2 separate regions of the Mus musculus genome follow, and region 2 is linked to region 1. A link is a contact called in public HiChIP or PLAC-seq data. All regions are on one chromosome and are shown on one strand. Each heading gives the region's core, a stretch centred on a gene start, on an enhancer-like site or on the middle of the called end of the contact. The rest is flanking DNA. Distances are from core to core; before and after follow the strand shown. Region 1 holds the start of Sppl3 (signal peptide peptidase 3). Region 2 overlaps Sppl3 (signal peptide peptidase 3).

Region 1 (5,901 bases), core at 3,289-5,788:
CCTGACAAAACTCTTTCATCCCTCACATAAACACAAACTCCTGTGCCTTCTCCCTATGTTTACAGCTAGGCGTGCTTTTCTTTTTCCCTTTTTTCCAGTCAGGATCTCTATGTGGCCCTGGCTGTCCTGGACCTGGCTGTGTAGACCAGGGTAGCCTCCAACTTAGAGATCACCTGCCTCTGCCTGAGTTACTGAAATTGTTAATATCACAGTCACACAGTCTTGACTCTGAGTACTTATATGGTTTGTATCCATGGGTGAGTTAGTTACAGTCTTTTATTTTTATTTTTTCCATTTTGTTTGTATGTGGAACACGAGCACATGTATGACACATGTATAACTGAGTATAACACAGGACAGCTCTGTGGAGCTCGGGTGAGCAGGCTGGGGAAGCAGTTCATTCACCTCTGAGCAGTCTCATCAGCCCGCCTTATAATAAATAGTCTTTTGAGCCCTAGTTTTTTAACTTTCCAATCCTCAAAACATGAGCACAAGGGAAAATACAAAATAAATTACTATGCCAGTTTTCGGGTAATGAGACTCACTTGAATGTTGCAGGAAGATGGCCTTCTCCCTACAGAAACAGTAAGCCAAGCACAACCATTAGCAGGTTCAAGTGCAATCCTACACAAAGATTGCATTGATTTCAAGTGCCAAGTTCAGGCTTCTCACAGTACTTACACTGAAACAACTACTCATAAGTACACACTGGGCAAGTGTTTCCCTTCAACTTTCAGTTCGTGTGTTTGCATGCATTCTTTTACTTCCTCAGAGTAAAAAGGACGGTTAATTCATGAGGCTTTCGGGAGGCTGGGATGCACTCAGTAGGTGACTACTTGCATAATGTGAGTGAGTAAAGCCCTGGGTCTGAACCCCCCCCCCCCCCAGCACTAGGGGAACCCATGTGGCAGCATTGCCCATGATCCCAGCACGGAAGAGGAGGTGCAGAAAGGTCAGGAGTATAAAGCCATTCTCAGGCCAGCCTTAAACTTGGAGCAACCTGTGTCCCAAAAAAAGAAAGAAAGAAAGAAAGAAAGAAAGAAAGAAAGAAAGAAAGAAAGAAAGAAAGAAAGAAAGAAAGAAAGATGGAAAGAGAGAAAGAAAAGAAAAAGCCCAAAACAACAAAACAAACAAATAAAAACCAAAGGCTAACCAAAACAAATAGAAAAAAGAAGATCCTGGCATCCTTCCAAACTTCAAGAGGGAGCAGTGTTGCTGGCTTGTTGTCCAGCATCCAAAAGATAAGCAGGTAGCTGACCTAGTGATTACAAGGTCGGCTTGAAATCATGTGTTCCAGGTCAGCTTGGATGCCACAGTGGGCCTTGTCTCAGAAGACTAAACAAAGTATGACACCATATTGTAAATATGATGGGACATCAGGAAACCTAGTAGACAGGAATCCTGCAGTAGCCCCTGTCATACTCACCACACAGGGTTTCCTGGACAAAAGCTGTGTGCCAGACACTGTGTTAGGCACTAGAAGAGGCTAAAGGGCAGGTGTACCACAGCCCTCTCTCTCAAAGGACAGTGACCAGGCTCAGGATTTACATAACAAGTGGAAGAGGTGATGCAGACAGGACCACAAGTACTAAAAATAACAAGACTGCCTTCAGGAATGGGCAGAACACACTTCAGATAGATGGAGCTTGAGCTAGACCTTTGAGTGACAAAATTTTCTAGGAAATGAACATGTACAAGAAATCAGAACCACATGATCTTATAGGTAGGGTCCATTTTTTTTAATATTACAAAAAAGTTAAATATGTACAAGTCAACAGAATAAAATAACAAACTTGTGAGCTCATCACAGTATTGACCAATCCCAGCAATCTTGCTTTATATGTAACTTACATGTCAGAGGCTATAACATAAGCCTATTTTTAAATACTACATCCCTTCTGGGATTTGTTCTCAGATAAAACTACATTCTTCCTAAATGCAGAATACAAATAATCACACTTGATTCTGTTTTTAAAGTATCATTTTTATATATATCTATAAAACCCAAGTGAAGGGCTGGAGAGATGTGGCTCAGCGGTTAAGAGCACTGACTGCTCTTCCAAAGGTCCTGCCTGAGTTCAAATCCCAGCAACCACATGGTAGCTCACAACCACCCATAATGATATCTGATGCTCCCTTCTGGTGTGTCTGAAGACAGCTACAGTGTACTTACATATAATAATAAATAAGTCTAAAAAAAACAAGTGAAGAATGACCAAAAAAATCCAAACTTCAGCTTCCATATATGTCCAGAATAGCTCTTGCATTCTGATATTTCTGTGAGAATAGGTGAAGCAGAGAGTTCACAAAGCATCATGGGCCACATACTCAGGACACATCACTTGGCCTCCTGAGCCTGTGTCCTCCTCTGAAATACGGAAGATTTCCCCTCCTTAGAGACATGTGAGAACTATCTGCCAAATACTGTGTGTTTAGTTCTTGTGCCCTGGTTGACTTGGAAGAACCAGAAAACAGGGTAGGGGCCGAGCTTCCCAGCCCTCTCCCCTGTGCACCATCCTTCCTCAGGACACTGTGGACTCTGCTCCTGAAAACAAGCTGGAAAGGAGGGGCTGAGGGTCCTGATGGCAAGGCACTCACTCGATTGCTTCCTTTATTCCATCAAATAAAGTCAAGACCCAAGGGAGTGTTTCAAGAGAGTTTATCATATAAATGATCAGCCTCCACAAAGTAGTCTCTTTACCTAGCCCACAAGCACCACACAAGCTGTAGGTGGCCTACCTACCCATTAAGGCACTTTCACCTTCAATGTTACACACAGGACATCACTCTGTGGCTCCAAACTGGGGCTGCGAATGTGTGTTGCACACAGCACTTTCCCCAGTTCCTCATCACTGGTATTTTTTTTTCAACCAATCCATATTCTTTTTACAGTACAGTTCAAAACCAAACCAAACCAACAAGGCAGCCATGAGGATTCACAGAGGAGTCCTCGTGGGGCAGGACAAGCAAGCTCTAGGTGTTGCCAGTGCCCATGGCAGCACCAACATTACCTAGTCCATCTGCAGGTAAGAAACTGAATCCCACCTGCCATTGAGATGCCCCTCCCTCACTGCTGCTCACAACTATTAGTCTGTCCTTTTAAACCACAACTGGAGCCACCAAAACCCAACTTTTCTTTTAGTTATTTCCTCTCAACTTCCCAGTTACCTTCTTTTTCAGATTGTGCATACATCGCTGCCGTTTGCATTACTAAAGCATGTTCGATCACTAACCCTCCATCAGGACACAGTGAGCTCCCGACTTAGCATAACCATCCCTTGTTTTCGTGTATAACCCGGCTCTTTTACTGTCTCCCTATGGTAGTTACAGCTCACTTACGCTCCCAACACTTGACAGTTTGCCCCGTGCTTTGGGAAGGTAGCCACACAATCTGTACAGGTTAGGGAAAAGGCAATTCTGGTACTTAAAGGTTTAGGGTCAAGGAATGAAGAACTAACTCACTTTTCCGAAGGTAGCCACACAATCTGTACAGGTTAGGGAAAAGGCAATTCTGGTACTTAAAGGTTTAGGGTCCAGGAATGAAGAACTAACTCACTTTTCCAATTACAAAACGAAGCGGACCTTCAACCCCACTCTTCGGAAAAGTCGACAGTTCTGGTACCAAGCCACAAGTGCTTGAAACCATCTCCGATCTCTTAGGCTGCAGCGACCAGGTTCCCCGCCCGCCCGGTACCTACCACCAACCCACCCATCTCCTGTTTTCTCACCCTCAAGCCACAGCTCAACTACACCATTCCCACTCGCCCCCGGTACAACCAACCTCCTTCCGCGGCAAACACTCCACGCCTCTGCCCTTCTCACCTCTTTCCCCCCAAACTTGGACGCATCTGTCACCTCCCCCCTGTAAATCACAAGTGTGTGTGCCTCAGCCCTAAACACGCTGCTAAAAAAAGTCCCACAGGCAGGGGGACTCAACCTGGACGGACACACACACACATTCCCGTGATCGAGCCCTCCACCCCCAGAACACCGGCCAGCACTCTTCGAATCCCCAGAGCAGAGTACCAACCCCTTTACAAAGACTACCCATGACCCCGCTGCTACCGACGACTTCCTTTACAGAATGTGGCCATCCTGGAACAAGACTCCCCCTCTCCGCTGTGCCAGGGCTCGATCACGGGGCCGCAGGGCCTCTGCCCACCGCGGAAGCGGTCGCTCCCGCCCTCACTACTTGCAAGTTGTGCCTCTTACCACCTGTTCTCGCCGAGAGTGGGGTACACCTTCGCCCGGGCCCGTTCTCTGCCCACCCTTCTCCAGCTTCCCCCCTGGCCCGCCAGCACCCGCGCCAGTCGGTTCCGCTGCGCGGCTCGAATGACCGCCCCTCCCCCGGGCTCGGAGGACGCCCAGCGGCCCGCACCCCGAGCCCCGCGAGCACCTGCGGCCCGGCCCGGCCCGGCCTCCTCGTCCCCAAAAGCCCGCACTCACCACGAATAGGTCTGTTCCGCCATGGTGCTGCCTCTCGGGGGCTCCGCGGCTCGCTCGGCCGGCGGCAGAGGGCGCGGCCGGGGGCCCCGGCGGCTCGCTCCTTCACTCGCTCGCACGGAGGACAGGCAGTCGGGCTCCGACAGACTCCGACGGGCCCCGCTCCCTGGGCCCCGGAGCGGGCGCGGGCCCCGGGCTCCGCGCTCGGCCTCGTCAGCCGCGGCGGCGGCGGCGGCTCCGCTGCGGCTCCAAACCCAACATGGCGGCGGCGGCGGCGGCGCGGAGAACAAGGGCCCCGAAACGGTGGCTCGGGCCCGCGCTCAGTGCGCGCCGGGCCGCGGGAGCGCCGCGCTCGGGCGGCGGCGGCGGCGGCCGGGGGACATGGCCGGCGGCGGCGGCGGCAGCGGCGGCAGCAACGGCTGAGGGGGGCGCTAGGCGGTGAGGCGAGGCCGCTCGAAGCACACCCGCCCGCCGAGGGAGGAGGGAGCGAGCGAGCGGGCGGGGGCGAGCCCGGGCCGCTGGTCACGTGCCCAAAACACGCTCACGTGACCCCGGCGCCCCGCCCCCTCGCGCGCGCTGCCCATGCGCGGAGCGCTCAGCCCAGGTCGGCTCGGGGCTACGGTTAGCTGCAGCGGCCGCCGCGCGCTAGGCCCCTTGGGCGCGCAGTGGTCCTCCCCGGTGCGCGGCGGTTGACTGCCACTCAGCTGTCAACCTTCCATCATCCACCGTCGGCTGTCCCTGGGTCCTCAGCTGCCAGTCAACTGTCAAAATGCGGACAGAGCGCTGCATTCGGGTTCCCGCGCTGCGCGGTCCCCCTCCTTGGTTTCTGCAAACGTCCCTTCGCGGCGCCTGGTGCCAAGTCAAATGCTACCATGCTCGTCTTCATAGAAGCGATCAGCGGGGTCCTTGTTGGGTGCCAGCTAGGCGTCAGCGCCTTCACCTAGGCCCTTGTCCTTACATGCATATTCTCAGGGAAGAGACATAGGTGGTTCGAGCTGGCTAAAGCACGAAGATTATTTCAGAGTCATGGGGCTATTAATAATGGAGAGCAATTAATAGAGACTAAAGGAAGGGTGCAGGCTACTTTGATAGGGTGAATGGGCATAACTCAGTTGTTAGAGCGTTGTGTGTGACCATGTGTTAGGAAAAAAAATTTAAAAACCCAGGCCTAGTGGTGCGTGCCTTTAATCCCAGCAAAGGCAGGCAGATCTCTAAGAGTTTGCGGCCAGCCTGGTCTACATAGTGAGTTCCAGGCCAGCCAAGAATACATAGAGAGACTCTATAATGAGTTAATGAAAGACAGGGAGAAACGTGAAGAAGCATATAGCAAGAGATGAGGAAACATATTTAAGCTACACAGTGTATGTTTCTGACCACATGACATTCTGGAAAAATGACTATGGAAACAGCAAAAAGTTCACTGGTTATCAGGCTGAAGGGACACGTGGAGGATTTTTA
Region 2 (5,201 bases), core at 337-2,836, 38 kb before region 1:
CCAGTTCCATTCCCAATGACACACCTTCACCAACAAGGCCACGCCTCCTGATCCTTCCAAACAGTTCATCAACTGAGAACTAAGCATGCAAAGATATGACCGTATGGGAGCCGCTCTCATCCAAGCCATAACAAATACTCAACAAGGGAGTATCTGAGACTCAAGTTCAATAAAGCCACCTCCATTTCTAAGGTCACCTCCCATTCACCAGATCTAAAACCAAGAAGATCTCCTGTCTTCTTAAAGGAACTAATATCTGCTATAAACTCCAATTAGTAAAATTGCTTCTGGCCAGCGTTCCATCTTTCCTTATGTACCCTGCACCCTTGTTCAAGCTATCAGGTAGGACAACTGAGGGAGAGAGAGCAGGGAAGACAGAGAGGAAGAGCCACTGAAGCTTCCTTGTTGTGCACGGGCCTGGTGCTGTTCTTGGGAACCAATCCCCTAATGAATAAAGGAGCCAATCACTGGGTGAGTAGGCGGGACTTCGGGGTTGGAAGGAGGAAGAGTAGAAGCAGGAGAGTTATGGCCTTTTGGAACGGGGACAGCATAAGGGTAGGATGTAGCTGCTAGAGTTTCCCAGTATCATGGTGCAAGGATTCGCCACTGGAGGAATCAGATTTTAATAAGGCTACAAGATTAGATTTTAGTTGTTGTGCCTAGAGATTGAGTTACCATTGTTTCTGAACTAAGTTTGTATTGCGTTTTCCTTCATGCAGCCACTCATCTGGGTTCAAGAGAAAAAGGTATGGCGGCAAAGTGTGGGTTTGCCTGAGGTGCACCATAAAGGCCATGTGAGATTTGAAGCATGGGTTTGGCATGGTAGCAGCCCCTTGGGTGGGAACTGGGAGCAATGTGGGGCTCCTCTCCTCCTGTGTGCTGGAGTTGGCTCACCTCATCTCCCTGACATCCTGTCAGATAGAGGCTCCACCAGCTCCAGCTCCAAGAGGCCATGCTCTAACCAGCCACAACTCCCAACTAACTCAACCTTAGCTGGGACCAGTAAGTATCATGATCAAACTATGCCTTCTAGGGTGGGGGACTGAGCCTGGTTGTAGGGCTCTGGGCTAGCACCGGTGAAGTCCCAAGTTAGTCCTCAAGATCACAAGAACAACAAAATGGAAAGCCAGCCTGGGATAAAATGCTACAATGTCTCCACCAGATAAACACTGGTGAGCAGAGTGTATGACTCTTCCATTTCTATATAAAACCAACAATGTCACTTAAAGAATAAGTAAAAGTTGTGAACATGCTCTTCCTGGAGAAGAGACTGCAACAGCAAGGGAGTACATGGAGATGATGAAGCATCACTTGTATCTAACTAATAAAATGAACAGTAAAACACACCTTTAATAAGCAGGTGGATCTCCTGAGTTCGAGGCCACCCTGGTCTACACAGTGAGTCCCAGGACAGCCAGGGCTACACAGAGAAACCCTGTCTTTAAAAAAAGGGAGGGCTACAGATTTAGCTCATGGCAGAGCCCTGAGCTTGAGGAATGGGGTGGGGCGGGGTAGGGTGGGGTGGGGTGGGGTGGGGCAGGAAAGAGAATCACAGTCAGCTAAGATTCGACTTTAAACTCAGGTTAAAGGAGACAAAGGCAGTGCCATGGCCATAAAGATGGCTCGGTGGATGAAGCTCCTGCTGCTGCGGAACCAGACTGATCTAAGTTTGAGCTCCTTTACTCACAGGGCAGAAGGAGAGAACCAACTGCTCCAAGCTGTCCTCTGACCTCCCCACGTGTACAGTGATGGGAGCATGTCTGCACTTACACACATACATCATACACATACACACAATAACAAGTAAGTAAGTAAACAAATGGGAATCTGCCAGGCATTGGTAGAGTGTGTGCCTAGCACACACAAAGCTCTGGGTTCTCTAGCCTATACTACCTAAATCAGGCAAGGTAGGAAACACCTATAATTCAGCAGCACGTGGGAGACATGGGCAGAAAGATCACAAGTTCAAAGCCACTTCTGAGCCCAGTCTGTAACACATGAGAACCTTTTTCAGGCCCCACCCCACAGAGACAGACACACTCACAGAAACAGTCACACAGAGACAGACAGGAGAGACAGAGTCACATACACAGAGACTGACACACACTGAAGAAGGCTGAGATCTAAACCTCTGATCCCATTCTACTGTCACTTTCACAGCAAAGTTTAACACTTCATTTAAAAAAAAATCCTAAGAAAATGCTTTCCAGGGGCTGGTGAGATGGCTCAGTGGTTAAGAGCACTGACTGATCTTCCGAAGGTACTGAGTTTAAATCCCAACAACCACATAATGAGATCTGGTGCCCTCTTCCGGGGTGTCTGACATATAATAAATAAATATTTTTTTTAAATGCTTTCCTAGTTTCAATTTCTTGCCTAAAAGTCTCTTTCCTTCTTTTACCTCTTAAAAGATATGTTCTGAAAAGCTAAAAATATCCTAGAATACAATATCCTTACATGTCTTACCTGAAACACAACACAATTTGTGTGGTCGTCCAATATTAGCAACACAGACTCCAAAACTATGTCCACAAGCCCCCTCTATTTGAAGAGCACAAAGACAGCTGGCCTAGGACAACGAGAGAGGTGAATGATCCTCACGGGCTATCAGCCTGTCACCTGAAGGCAGCTTCCACTTGTTCCACAAATACTACAGATACCTTGGGAATCCTCACCATAGCTGATGCTCTAACTCTGGCAACCTGCCTTGCAACACAAGTGCTTTATGTGCAGCTGCCATTGCAGAAGGCAGCTAATCATCATGTTCTACTTCTTACTTTTTATAGGATTTCAAACTAATCCACATTTCAAAAACGAAGAAAACACTCATCACAGATACAGACAGACGTCTGTACCGTCATATACACAGTATGTATCCTAGATTGCCTCCAAGGTTGGCCACTAAGGACACAGTCTACTCTTCCACACACCTGGGCTCCCAATGTTCCCATCAACAGGCAGACAGTCTTCCTTCCCCTTGGAACCTGGGCTTCTTCGCTTTGTGCTCCTTGTGGTTATATTCATTCAGAGCCTAGGCAGATGCCATTTTTGTTTACTTGGAGCCCTGAGCTGACAGGTAAGGACGTTCAGGCTCTACAGACAGAGGAAAAGATAACACAAGAGACCTACTGAAGAAGACAGCCAACTTCAAGGCTCCCGTTATGATCTCTAAGGTCAGGAGAGTTCAATATATATCATGGAGAACGAAGACAAGTCACCCCCAATGAGCCCTTCACAAAACCACTACTGTACACATGGCTTTAAAAGGACAAAACTTTAGAAATGGCATGAGCATTGCTGGTCACCAGGGGTTGGGGACCAGAGAGGAGAGGCCTAGGTCAGCACTGGTAATCAGAATGGTTTGGGGAGTGCTGGAAAGGGGACACAGGAGTGTGTACAGTGCAGGCCAGGGAGGAAGTTGTGCACACCGCCCTCTTACACACACACACAGGTGCTAAGGGACTTGCAGGAACCCGAGTAAAACCACTGCACTGTATCAACACCTGTGCCTGTATCTTCGAGGCTCTTCCCCACTTCTTCCTCTATAAGTTTCAGTGTCTCTGGATTTATGTGAAATTCCTTGATCCACTTAGACTTGAGCTTTGTACAAGGAAATAAGAATGGATCAATTTACATTCTTCTACATGATAACCGCCAGTTGAGCCAGCACCATTTGTTGAAAATGCTGTCTTTTTTCCACTGGATGGTTTTAGCTCCTTTGTAAAAGATCAAGTGACCATAGGTATGTGGGTTCATTTCTGGGTCTTCAATTCTATTCCACTGATCTCTGTCTGTCTCTGTATCAGTACCATGCAGTTTTGTTTTGGTTTGGTTTGGTTTGGTTTTTGGAGCCAGGGTTTCTCTGTATAGCCCTAGCTGTCCTGGAACTCACTCTTCAGACCAGGCTGGCCTCAAAACTCAGAAATCCGCCTGCCTCTGCCTCCCAAGTGCTGGGATTAAAGGCGTGCGCCACCAATGCCCGGCTACCATGCAGTTTTTAATCACAATTGCTCTGTAGTACAGCTTGAGGTCAGGCATGGTGATTCCACCAGAGTTTCTTTTACTGTTGAGAATAGTTTTTGCTACCCTAGTTTTTTTGGTTATTCCAGATGAATTTGCAAGTTGCCCTTTCTAACTCAATGAAGAACTGAGTTGGAATTTTGATGGGGATTGCATTGAACCTGTAGATTGCTTTCCACAAGATAGTCATTTTGACTATATTAATCCTGCCAATCCATGAGCATGGGAGATCTTTCCATCTTCTGAGATCATCTTCGATTTCTTTCTTCAGAGACTTAAAGTTGTTATCATACAGATCTTTCACTTCCTTAGTTAGAGTCACACCAAGGTATTTTATATTATTTGCGACTATTCTCTCAGCCTGTTTATCCTTTGTGTAGAGAAAGACCACTGATTTGTTTGAGTTAATTTTATATCCAGCTACTTCACTGAAGTTGTTTATCTGTGGAATATTTAGGAGTTTTCTGGTGGAATATTTAGGGTCACTTATATATACTATATTAAATAGGTAGGGAGAAAGTGGACAGCCTTGTCTAGTCCCTGATTTTAGTGGGATTGCTTCAAGTTTTCTACTTTTCTGAGACTGACACATGATAACATAATCACTACCTCCATTTAAGTTACGGGACACCTTACAGTAAAGTTTTATAGTGTTATCATTGGGTGACTCTAGGTAAAGGGAGTATGAGATTCATTTATTTTTTAAATTGCAAGTCAGTCTACAGATAACCCAGTAAAAATTTCAATAAGAGATAGTGAAACTCTAACTTTGACATGGCTTAGGCATCAGGGTAGGGGTTAGTTAGACAAGAGTTTGAGGCTGTAGCAATAGATGACTGGTACAGGCTGTAATAGTTTCATGAAATCTGTTACTTTAGCTTTATAAGAAAAGACTAATTGGGAACATATCTGATGCTAACAAGAGTGATAGTATTAGTTTAGTACAGTATTTTTGCTTAGTTTGTTTGCATTTAACCATATAGTTCTCAATAACACGTAACAATTATCCCTTCAACCGGCTAAAAGAAATGGGAGACAAACGCCAAACACAGAAGAAATAGCATTAACAAAGTGTCTTAGTCAGGGTTTCTATTCCTGCACAAACATCATGACCAAGAAGCAAGTTGGGGAGGAAAGGGTTTATTCGGCTTACACTTCCATACTGCATTCATCACCAAGGA

Evidence for each region. HiChIP or PLAC-seq counts read pairs in DNA pulled down with a chosen protein or histone mark.
Region 2: a contact with region 1 is called in an H3K27ac HiChIP or PLAC-seq map of embryonic stem cells, with 18 read pairs. The contact joins the enhancer-like site here to the promoter of Sppl3 in region 1. A contact is called at or near these places in 1 of 39 promoter capture datasets (fetal liver), 2 of 15 datasets of contacts at CTCF or cohesin (CD8 T cells and the NIH/3T3 cell line), 14 of 484 Hi-C or Micro-C datasets (CD4 T cells, DN3 thymocytes, the G1E-ER4 cell line and 9 more), 18 of 115 datasets of contacts at active chromatin or transcription factors (the 230-238 cell line, CD8 T cells, the HPC-7 cell line and 11 more) and 3 of 9 other capture datasets (adipose tissue, liver and pancreatic islet).

The regions. Positions count from the first base shown.
Region 1 is chr5:115,010,161-115,016,061 of GRCm38.p6, reverse strand. Sppl3 (signal peptide peptidase 3) reads right to left here and starts at 4,538. Exons shown (of 11, transcript NM_029012.2): 1 at 4,447-4,538. The coding sequence starts at 4,469.
Region 2 is chr5:115,046,251-115,051,451 of GRCm38.p6, reverse strand. All of the region lies in intron 1 of Sppl3 (signal peptide peptidase 3), which reads right to left. Among named protein-coding and RNA genes, the nearest start is that of Sppl3, 37 kb to the right of the region's middle. Within about 2 kb of position 1,586, at least 31 of the 459 cell types and tissues checked have an H3K27ac peak or open chromatin away from gene starts, as enhancers often do. A contact at or near this core is called in double positive thymocytes and embryonic stem cells, where this site is marked.